Linked DNA regions of Gasterosteus aculeatus: region 2 is linked to region 1. A link is a contact called in public Hi-C data. All regions are on one chromosome and are shown on one strand. The core of a region is the stretch at or near the end of the contact, and the rest is flanking DNA. Distances in the headings are between cores, read along the strand shown. Region 1 overlaps serinc4 (serine incorporator 4). Region 2 overlaps crtc3 (CREB regulated transcription coactivator 3).

Evidence for each region. A called contact is a pair of places that touch in the nucleus more often than the background predicts.
Region 2: a Hi-C map of skeletal muscle shows a contact between it and region 1, with 3 times the contacts expected there. The contact joins two enhancer-like sites. A contact is called at or near these places in 3 of 6 Hi-C or Micro-C datasets (skeletal muscle and whole body).

The regions. Positions count from the first base shown.
Region 1 is chr12:23,725,729-23,731,596 of fGasAcu3.hap1.1, forward strand. It overlaps serinc4 (serine incorporator 4), which reads left to right. Exons shown (of 11, transcript XM_040164156.2): 2 at 3,522-3,689; 3 at 4,196-4,374; 4 at 5,509-5,588; 5 at 5,856-5,868. Among protein-coding and RNA genes, the nearest start is that of serinc4, 9.6 kb to the left of the region's middle. Within about 2 kb of position 4,358, at least 1 of the 9 cell types and tissues checked has open chromatin away from gene starts, as enhancers often do.
Region 2 is chr12:23,763,882-23,769,183 of fGasAcu3.hap1.1, forward strand. It overlaps crtc3 (CREB regulated transcription coactivator 3), which reads right to left. Exons shown (of 14, transcript XM_078085928.1): 14 at 4,427-5,302. It overlaps LOC120830695 (a long non-coding RNA gene), which reads left to right. Exons shown (of 2, transcript XR_005713934.2): 2 at 3,770-4,105. Among protein-coding and RNA genes, the nearest start is that of adamtsl5, 5.7 kb to the left of the region's middle. Within about 2 kb of position 3,705, at least 6 of the 9 cell types and tissues checked have open chromatin away from gene starts, as enhancers often do.

The sequences.
Region 1 (5,868 bases), core at 3,108-5,607:
CTTCTTCTACTGGATCCAATCGTTCCTGAGCTGCACTAAACAAGGCTCCATGCTTCTTCAGTCCTCCCCTGCCATGAGAAGATGTTGGCTAATCCCCTCCGACCAACGGCCATCAGATTATGAGTTGCGCGCGGCGAGTTATAATAACGACATATCTGCATTCCACCAGCGCTCATGAACACAGAACACACACAAGGGATTGAGATCCCGTGTGCATGAAAAACACCGTGCATAGAGGACGGCTCGGAATCCTGCATGCAGCTTTATTTCTCCTTGGGACACAAATATATAATCGTATGTAAATGTGATATTTACGATCTATAATGTTTATTTTATGAATGTTCTTTGCATCTTTGCATTTGTTTGAGAGACGGGAAACATGGGAGAGATCACATGTAGTGAGTCACTTTTAGATTTATGCACGTTAAAATGAAACATGTAGACACATAAAGGCCTGTTTTTCACTCAAATATTCCTGGTCCAAGTTCAATCCACAGTTTGGCTTCACATTGGGCTCAGTCTCACTGTCACGCCGCAAAACCACAAACACACAATACAGACATCCAGTTATGATGGATGAACAGAACCAAAGCTGTCACGGTGTGGTTTCACTTCCTGTTGTATTTTGTAGTTTTCTGCCACTCGTGTCCCCGGGTAACTTCACTTCCTGCCTTGTCCCGTCATCCCCTGTGTTCGTCTAATAGTTTCCACCTGTGTCCAATCACCTGCACCTCCCTTGTGTATTTAAGCCATGTGTCTCCTGTGTCACTTGTCGCGTCATTGTCTTTAGCCACGCATGTCCTGTCTTTGTCTTGGATGCCCATAGTTTCTCGTCTGTGTGCTTTTGCTCCCGGTTCCTGTGTTTTTTGACCATTGACTATTAAAGTCCTTTGTGTTCCTGTTTGAACTCTGCGTTTGAGTCCTGCCTTCCACCAGCACCCCTGACAGAATGACGCGACCAAAGAAGGACTCAGCAGAGTTTTTTCCCCTGGAAGACTTCAGGGGAACCCGTCTGGCAATGGGCGGTCCACGCAATCTCCAGCGGGCCGCCCGTAATGGGGGAACGGTCCTCCCGGGGGTTCCAGCTGGGTACTTGTACTACTCCGTCTCCCCATCTGGAGCCCTCAGTAGGCATCTGGGTCACCATCCGCCGCCCCCCACATGGTCCCCAGAGGAGGAGACCATTTCCTGGTCGTCTGGCGGCGATTCGCACTGGGAGCGGGTAATGGACCTTGCGGTCCGACTACAGGCCACCTATGCTCCCCACGCTCGGCCGCAGCGCGCAATGTCCAGCGCTGGGCCGCAGCGACTTCCCGACCCCGCTCGGTCGCAGCGCAAGATGTCCCGCGCTGGGCCGAGGCAGATTCCCGTCCCGGCCTCCCGACCCAAGCCCATGACCCCCGAGCCAGTGCCACGATCCATGCCCCCGACCCCCGAGCCAGTGCCACGATCCATGTCCCCGCCCCCCGAGCCAGTGCCACGATCCATGTCCCCGCCCCCCGAGCCAGCGCCACGATCCATGTCCCCGACCCCCGAGCCAGCGCCACGATCCATGCCCCCGGTACCAGCACCACGTTCCATGCCCCCGACCCGACCAGTTCCGGCGCCACGTTCCATGCCCCCGACCCGACCAGTTCCGGCACCACGTTCCATGCCCCCGACCCGACCAGTTCCGGCACCACGTTCCATGCCCCCGACCCGACCAGTTCCGGCGCCACGTTCCATGCCCCCGACCCGACCAGTTCCGGCGCCACGTTCCATGCCCCCGACCCGACCAGTTCCGGCACCACGTTCCATGCCCCCGACCCGACCAGTTCCGGCGCCAGGTTCCATGCCCCCGACCCGACCAGTTCCGGCCCCACGTTCCATGCCCCCGACTCGGCCAGTACCGGCCCCACGTTCCATGCCCCCGACTCGGCCAGTACCGGCCCCACGTTCCATGCCCCCGACTCGGCCAGTCCCCGCTCCGAGACTCATGCCCCCGACTCGGCCAGTCCCCGCTCCGAGACTCATGGCCCCGACGCCCCCAGTCCCCGCTCAGAGACTCAGGCTCCCTCCCTCCCATCCCATGGTCCTCTCCCACCCTCCCGTTGGTGATTTGAGGGCCGTCTGGGATCCGGCCCTTGAGGGGGGGGCTATGGGGTGGGTTATGGGGGGGGCTGAGCCGCCGCCGACTGCGGAGGTGTTCCGTGTCCCCGAGCTGGAGCCGACTACGGAGGTGTTCCGTGTCCCCGAGCTGGAGCCGACTACGGAGGTGTTCCGTGTCCCCGAGCTGGAGCCGACTACGGAGGTGTTCCCTGTCCCCGAGCTGGAGCCGACTACGGAGGTGTTCCCTGTCCCCGAGCTGGAGCCGACAACCGCGGAGGTGTTCCGTGTCCCCGAGCCGACGGCGACAACCGCGGAGGTGTTCCGTGTCCCCGAGCCGACGGCGACAACCGCGGAGGTGTTCCGTGTCCCCGAGCCGACGGCGACAACCGCGGAGGTGTTCCGTGTCCCCGAGCCGACGGCGACAACCGCGGAGGTGTTCAGTGTCCCCGAGCTGCCGCCGCCGACCCCGGAGGTTTCCCGTGTCCCCGAGCCTGCCATTCTAGAGACGTTCTGTGCCCTGCAGTCGCCGCTCCGGAGCCGGCTTGGTGACCGCCCGCCGGGCCGACCCCCAGAGGCTCCCCGCTCGTCTGGCCACCCGTAGGGCCGCCCGCCAGAGTTTCCCGGGTGGTCCGACCAACGTCTCTGGTTTCCCTGCCCCCCCACCCCTTGTTTTGCTCTAGTGTGAGCCGCCTGGAAGTCGGTCCTTGAGGGGGGGTACTGTCACGGTGTGGTTTCACTTCCTGTTGTATTTTGTAGTTTTCTGCCACTCGTGTCCCCGGGTAACTTCACTTCCTGCCTTGTCCCGTCATCCCCTGTGATCGTCTAATAGTTTCCACCTGTGTCCAATCACCTGCACCTCCCTTGTGTATTTAAGCCATGTGTCTCCTGTGTCACTTGTCGCGTCATTGTCTTTAGCCACGCATGTCCTGTCTTTGTCTTGGATGCCCATAGTTTCTCGTCTGTGTGCTTTTGCTCCCGGTTCCTGTGTTTTTTGACCATTGACTATTAAAGTCCTTTGTGTTCCTGTTTGAACTCTGCGTTTGAGTCCTGCCTTCCACCAGCACCCCTGACAAAAGCTTTCTGATACGAACAAACTAAAAGATCTGAACTAGTTCTCCTTCATCGCAACACTGGAGGGAACATGTTGAGGAAGAACAGGACCATAGAAGACCAGCGTCTCATTAGTCAGCATCCCAGTGGAATCACAACAGATGATTACAGTGAAGGAATAACACGTATATTCAAAGGTGTCGTCCCTGAGGAATGCAGCTTAAAATGTTTCACAAGAGAAACGAATAACAAGTGTGATTTAAAAACGCTGGACACAAGAAGCAAAATGAATCTAACGGATAATACTTCATAATACTTGATGAAACTGATCGGTGCGTATTGTGCATGATATCGGCCTCCTGTATTTGTTTGTGTCATATCAGATATGCTGCTGCTGTGGACCGGCCCCCTGCTCGCTCTGCTGTGCCTTCTGTCCTCCGGTCAAGTCGTCCACCAGCACGCGGGTCATGTACACGCTGTTCCACATCCTCAGCTGCGCCGTGTCCTGCCTCATGCTGTCCCGCACCGTCTCCGAGCTCGTCCGGGAAAACGTGAGCCTCCAGCGTCGGCCCCCCTGAGCTCTGTTAGCATTGTGTACGCAAACGTGTGAGAGGACCCGGAGGTCACCGCGGGGTCAATTACGTGTAAACATAATTGATGTTGTAATATAAAGAAAGACATACTTGGAACAACTGGATTTATTCCAGTCAAAAACGTCTTTTTGCCAGATTGAATTTGTTCCGATTCTCTATGTTACTGAGCAGAGCTTGAACGCACCATTCATGTCAACAACCCCCCCCCCGTCGAGTTAGTTGTTCTAAATGTGTTACGTTTGTTTGTGTGTGTGTGTGTGTGTGTGTGTGTGTGTGCGTGTGCGTGTGCGTGGCGTTAACGTCAGAGCGCCAACGTAAAACTTTGGCGGGATCATTTGGCGGGAAAAGCTCCTCAAAGAGACCGGCGCTTACGCGAGTGTGAATGAAGGCGCGCGACGTCTCCTCTGAGCGCGCGAGATGTTCACGGGACGCGTTAAACGTCGGCGTGCGCGCGTGTGTTCCAGGTGCCTTTCTTCAACATGGTGTGCGACCAGGCGCACGGCGGAGGCCACTGCGAGATGCTGGTGGGCTACTCGGCGGTTTACAGAGTCTGCTTCGGCACTTCCTGCTTCTACCTGATGATGGCCATCTTCCTGGTGGACGTGAAGTCCAGTCAGGACTACAGAGCGCTGATACACAACGGGTCAGTCTATATACATATATACACATATATACAATATACATACATGTATATTCAGTGCATGTTTGTCTCACGACGTCTCTGAGCCAATGAGAAGAGGAGGAGGTGTGTCTATAATCTTTAGCGTATTTCTTCTTTTGTAAACGTGGGAATTGTAGATTATTACAAAGACATCAAGCACAAGAAGAGTTGTTGTGTGTTGGATTCACTAACATTCATTAATACAACCGATTGTAGTTTCCCATGAACGCAGCATCACGGCGTGAAAACCCAATAAATAGAACAAATTCCAACCAGACATCATAAAAGCATCAGCAAGCGACCACTAAAGAAACACTGCCCCCCCCCCCCCCGCCCACTTTAAAGCTCTGTCACACTTTCCATTGCAGTCGATTAGAGCGCTGACGGGTCTCAGATTAGGATTTGACAGCCTGGATTGTTGGATTTAAATCGGCGCCTTAGGAGGAGGACGTGTTCACACTTCTCCCTGCAAATAACAGATTATTTCAAAGAAAACTCCTTAAAATATTATTGTGAAAATGACGACCATGTTTAATTCCCCCCCGGGGGGCCACACACACACACACACACAGCTGGACGGTCAGGAGGACGTTTGGCGGTCGAGATGCTCAACAGAGAACAGACGCGTCATTCGTCGCGTCATTCGTCTCGTCATTCGTCTCGTCAGAGGTCTTTTCCAAACTCCGGCAGCAGTCAGGAGGCGAGAGGAGCTGATGCCGATTCGGCTCTTTGCCTTGTAGTCGCTTGTTCAGGGTGTGGAGACGATCAGTGAGATGAAGATCTGCCACCATGAAGGGTCGGTGATCTCATGGAGACGTCCAACCTTTTCTTTCAAAAATGTGTCCCTGATCTCAGGGAATAAAGCCTGTGGAAAAGCCCTCGTGCCCGAATTAAGTTTTCACAACTTTGTTCAACTACGAAGTGCAAAACAGTGCAAATAGTCCTTTATATTTTCAGACTTAATCACAAAATCATTTGCATTAAATGGACCAAGAGGAGTGGAGCAGAGCGTTCATGATACGTTTAAAAGACAAAAAGACAGAGCGTCTCTTTGGATTGAATCCGTCTGACCTTGTGTCCCCACCTTGTGTCCTTGTGTTGTCTTTGGACCTCCAGCTTCTGGTTCCTGAAGTTCATCACCCTGCTGGTGACCTGCGGCGCCGCCTTCTTCATCCCGACAGAGTCCTTCCTGCACGGTGAGAAGCAGAGACACCGGAGACACGGGTCCCCCCTGAGGGAACCACCCGTTTGTCTGGTGGGACGGCGGGACGGTCGGAGGGGACGAGGATGGTGCAGGTCCCCCGAGTCCCACCGGGGGGCAGCAGAGACCCACCGCTGCGCCGTCGTGCATTATGGGACCTTATTATTATGGGAAATCTCTGCATCTTGAGTTCACCGTGTTTGAGACGTTGATTTATGACCCCCGTCTTTCTGTCTTTGTGTCTGTCTCTGTCTCCGTTCAGCCTGGCACTACGT
Region 2 (5,302 bases), core at 2,455-4,954, 38 kb after region 1:
TAGACGTCTATGGGAGCAGAGGAGTCGCCCCCTGCTGGTCACTACAGAGAAGTAGAGTCATTTCCTCATAGACGTCTATGGGAGCAGAGGAGTCGCCCCCTGCTGGTCACTACAGAGAAGTAGAGTCATTTCCTCATAGACGTCTATGGGAGCAGAGGAGTCGCCCCCTGCTGGTCACTACAGAGAAGAGTCATTTCCTCATAGACGTCTATGGGAGCAGAGGAGTCGCCCCCTGCTGGTCACTACAGAGAAGAGTCATTTCCTCATAGACGTCTATGGGAGCAGAGGAGTCGCCCCCTGCTGGTCACTACAGAGAAGTAGAGTCATTTCCTCATAGACGTCTATGAGAGCAGAGGAGTCGCCCCCTGCTGGTCACTACAGAGAAGAGTCATTTCCTCATAGACGTCTATGGGAGCAGAGGAGTCGCCCCCTGCTGGTCACTACAGAGAAGAGTCATTTCCTCATAGACGTCTATGGGAGCAGAGGAGTCGCCCCCTGCTGGTCACTACAGAGAAGTAGAGTCATTTCCTCATAGACGTCTATGAGAGCAGAGGAGTCGCCCCCTGCTGGTCACTACAGAGAAGAGTCATTTCCTCATAGACGTCTATGGGAGCAGAGGAGTCGCCCCCTGCTGGTCACTACAGAGAAGAGTCATTTCCTCATAGACGTCTATGGGAGCAGAGGAGTCGCCCCCTGCTGGTCACTACAGAGAAGTAGAGTCATTTCCTCATAGACGTCTATGGGAGCAGAGGAGTCGCCCCCTGCTGGTCACTACAGAGAAGTAGAGTCATTTCCTCATAGACGTCTATGAGAGCAGAGGAGTCGCCCCCTGCTGGTCACTACAGAGAAGAGTCATTTCCTCATAGACGTCTATGGGAGCAGAGGAGTCATCTGTATGAAATATAATAATCACGTAGAGCAGCAAATTAATACTAAAACTGTCTTGAGGAGATTGATTGAATACATTTTATTTTGTTCACATTCAGAGTTCAGCCCCACTCCAAAAAAAACGAAGAAGAAGAAGATATAAGTTATGAGAACTCCGACTGTTTACACTCGCAACAAGGTGACGGCATCAACGTGGATCAGCGTCTTCAGGAGAGCCTGCAGGAACCTCCTGCTTCCATCTGGAGCTGCCCTCCGTCACCCGTGCACCACGTGGACGTACAGGTGGAGGCGGCGTCCCCGCGGTTCCGTACGCGGGGGCCGACCGAGCAGCTGTGTCAGAAGCGAGCGACCCGGAGGGCCGAGGGTTCTGCTTTAAATGCAGAAGACGGAACAAAAAGAACAGCTGGCGGCAGAGAGAGAATAACACACACACACACACACACACACACACACACACACACACACAGCAGCCTCCAGTAAATACCACCAACTACATTTACTGGACGGGAAGCAAACAGCGGCGTGCTGCTAAAACACGAGTCACATAACGCCGGCAAACACTTCTGTTCAGGATCCTTCTGGTTTCCTCCTCGGCCTTTGCCAATGATATCGTGTCAACACAATAGATTACAATTTACGTAATGTAACTCCCTCACTAAACACATCCAACGCGGCCAACTAGTCCTTTACCTTTGGTTCTATCTGTGAAGGCTTGTGCCTCACAAATGACCCCCCACAACCAACCAGTATATGAACTCCTCTTATGGTATTATTAATAATGCTTTTTCATGCCAGAAATGTACCCTACTTTCAAACATTCAATCAATTTAACGTGTGGCATAAACCCCGCCCCCCCCGTCTCTGCTGTGTGTCCCTGAAGGGACGCATACCGTTCTGTCTCAGACGGACGCAGACAGGAAGGTTCAGAGGTCACGAGAGATTTTACTCTTCTCAGCGTGCTGCACGCGGCTCATTGAGTCATTGCACAACTCATTAGCTTAGTAACTGTTTGTTGATGCAGTTAATCCTCAAAATGCACACACACACACACACACACACACACACACACACAGGGTTCTGACCACAAGAGGGCGCCAAAGGCCACTGAAAGAGCTTCAGCCAAGATGAAAACTTAAAATTAATGACACAGATGTGAAGAAAGTAGAAAATATGCTTAATCAAAAGTTTAGCAAAGCGTTCAAAGCGTTTGAGGATGTTAATGCTGAAGTTGTAGCTTTATTGGATGAAGATGAAGGTCAAGCAGATCAACATGTATTTGGTAGGATCAGCACCCGTAGGAGAAAACTGGTGGTCTGCAATGTGGAAAAAAGTAGGAAAGCAAAAACCGCGCCGCTGGAAATAATTTAGCAAATGAAGGCGAACAGTGTGACGTTAATGCCGAGGAGAAAGAAAGACGTCGCAGAACGAGTAACCGTGTGCTGTCTGCATTAAGGAAACAAGCACTTGAACTCGAAGAAGTGCAGATAAAGGTTAAATTGGAACAACTAAACATTGATACTATTGCGAAATCCAGTGCAAAGCTCAAGGTGCTTGAAGAGCACGACAAGGCTAAAAGGAAAGCGGTTTCTCCTCGACATCAGCGCTAAACCTCAAAGCTGCACTGCTAACCACATCTCAGTGGTGGAAATAGAAGAATTGCAAGTGAAGCAGAAAGAAGCTGTGAAGAGAAGAAGAGGCACCTTGTTACCAGCTCAGCAAAGATGGTGGATGAACACGACGCTGAGAAATGAAACATCAGAGTGAAAATAATCGTTGCAGCAGGTCGACACTCTGAAGAGAAAACTGAAGATTACAAGGCCTTCGTGAAAGGGATTATTGAGTCGGGACCAGGTTCAGTGTAGTCCTGATGCTCTGTGTGAACCGGGTTCAGTGTAGTCCTGATGCTCTGTGTGAACCGGGTTCAGTGTAGTCCTGATGCTCTGTGTGAACCGGGTTCAGTGTAGTCCTGATGCTCTGTGTGAACCGGGTTCAGTGTAGTCCTGATGCTCTGTGTGAACCGGGTTCAGTGCAGTCCTGATGCTCTGTGTGAACCGGGTCCAGTGTAGTCCTGATGCTCTGTGTGAACCGGGTTCAGTGTAGTCCTGATGCTCTGTGTGAACCGGGTTCAGTGTAGTCCTGATGCTCTGTGTGAACCGGGTTCAGTGTAGTCCTGATGCTCTGTGTGAACCGGGTTCAGTGTAGTCCTGATGCTCTGTGTGAACCGGGTTCAGTGTAGTCCTGATGCTCTGTGTGAACCGGGTCCAGTGTAGTCCTGATGCTCTGTGTGAACCGGGTTCAGTGTAGTCCTGATGCTCTGTGTGAACCGGGTTTAGTGAAAAAAATGAAAATGAATTCAGACTGAACAATAAAAGCAGTTTGCAGTCAGAGCTCATGAATTACTTTCAGGCAGCAGCTCGATTCAGTTCTACGTCAGGTTCCCACCAGCTGGATGGTGAGTGTACACACACACACACACACACACACACACACACACACACACAGGAATTTGAGGCTGGCATCCTGACCTGCCCAGACTCCCTGTGTGGACCAACTCCAGCTCTGACTGATGACTGTGATTATCTGTTCAGCTGCATCACTGTGTGTAAGTGTGTGTGTGTGTGTGTGTGTGCGTCCGTATGTATGTGTGCGTGCGTTGTTTTGGGAACTCACTCCCAGATTGCTTTCAGAGTTCGAGGGTTTGGCCGACGTACAGCAGCCCACACTGTCCATCTGCTGGACGATACCGTCCCCACACACAGTGTGTGTGTGTGTATACACATGTACATACACATACATACATGCGTGTGCCTTGAATCCGCAGGCAGGCACTAAAGTCTTTATTAAGTGAAGAATAAGCTTGATGTTTGGTTCTTTCCACCAGGGGGCGACTCCTCTGGTCCCATAGAAGTCTACTACCAACATGGATGCGTCTGTTCATCCAAGATGGAAACCACAAACCAACGAGTAACGGACCGGACTCCGTCACCCGGACTCCGTCACCCGGACTCCGTCACCCGGACTCCTGCCACTTCTCATGAACGATCAACTAAATTGATGTTGATGTTGTAACACAATTCCATTGCGATCCATGGAGGAAACAATAGACGTTACACTGCTGAAGCTCTGCAAGAAGAACAAAGAATCCTGTGGAGCACTTTGTCTCCATCACTTAACCCACTTTGATTCAGGATCTCACCAAATAAACATCACTGCTCAACATCTGACTCATTTCTGTGGTGTTAATTGGCCGTAGTTCTCCATCGAAGGGCTTTTCATTTTTGCAGTTTCTCCCCTTTGACTAGATTACCAACACTCAAACATTATGTTGGCTGAGGACAAAAGACATATTTTACATCAAGAGCTCAGGGGAAGAGATGTGTCCATTCACCTCTGACCCCTGTTCTCTTCTTCTGTGGAGATAAAGGACTACAAACTACTAAACAGGTGGAACGACTCCGAGAGCTGCAAGAAGAAGAATAAAGGGCAAAACTCCAGCACACTGCTGCCACCTGGTGGCCGGAAGGACCTTCACGCGACCTGACACGGTACAGGGTTTATTGTATATTAAATCAGAAAAGAGAAGCACTATAAACATACATTATACAAGAACATTTGTATATCTATATAAAATGACATTACACCAAAAAAAAAAAAAAAGAGTGCACAAAAAATATCTTTAAATAACAGAACTGTACATTCTTTAATATGCAACTAAAATAGTAACAAAATAAAGAGTGAGAGCAGGAGAGAGACGGACGGGCGGCTAGAAGCGAGTTAGAGATTCCACTTTATGATGCAGCTCACTGCGGGAATATGAAAAGTCACAAAATAATAAAGTAAGGCAGCAGAAGGCGAACGTTTACAGCAGGAAACAGAGAAAAGGGGAAATTAAACTGCAGTGTCTTTAAGAGCTAACCAGAGGGAAACAAAGCAAAACAGGTGAGACCGAATATAAACTTCATTTCATAGTCACGTATAAGTGCGTCCACACAGTGCAGCTTCAGCACTTTCGGGCCCAGAACAAAAAAGAAAAACAACAAGTGCCACCGTTGTTTGCAGGCAGTTTACAAAAAAGAAAAGAAAAAACAAGTTTCTTTAAAAAAAAATTAAAAAAAAGGTTTCGGTATAAACTTGCTCTTGTTGACTCTTCTTCCACCGTGGACACTGGACACGTGTAATATTGTGATTTAGGGCTAATTTGACTCCTCCCACATTGCGCAAATAAAAATTGCATGACCTGTTCAACAGGTTGCGCTTGATTAAAGAGTTGCATAGCTTTAAAAAAAAACATATTTAGAAAGTAACTGACTCAGTAGAAAGGGACACTAGAGGGCGCTCACCGCCACGTGTGGCTGAGTACTTACATAACCACTCATAGCGCTTTGCAAAAACACGTCAACGTCATAGGATCACG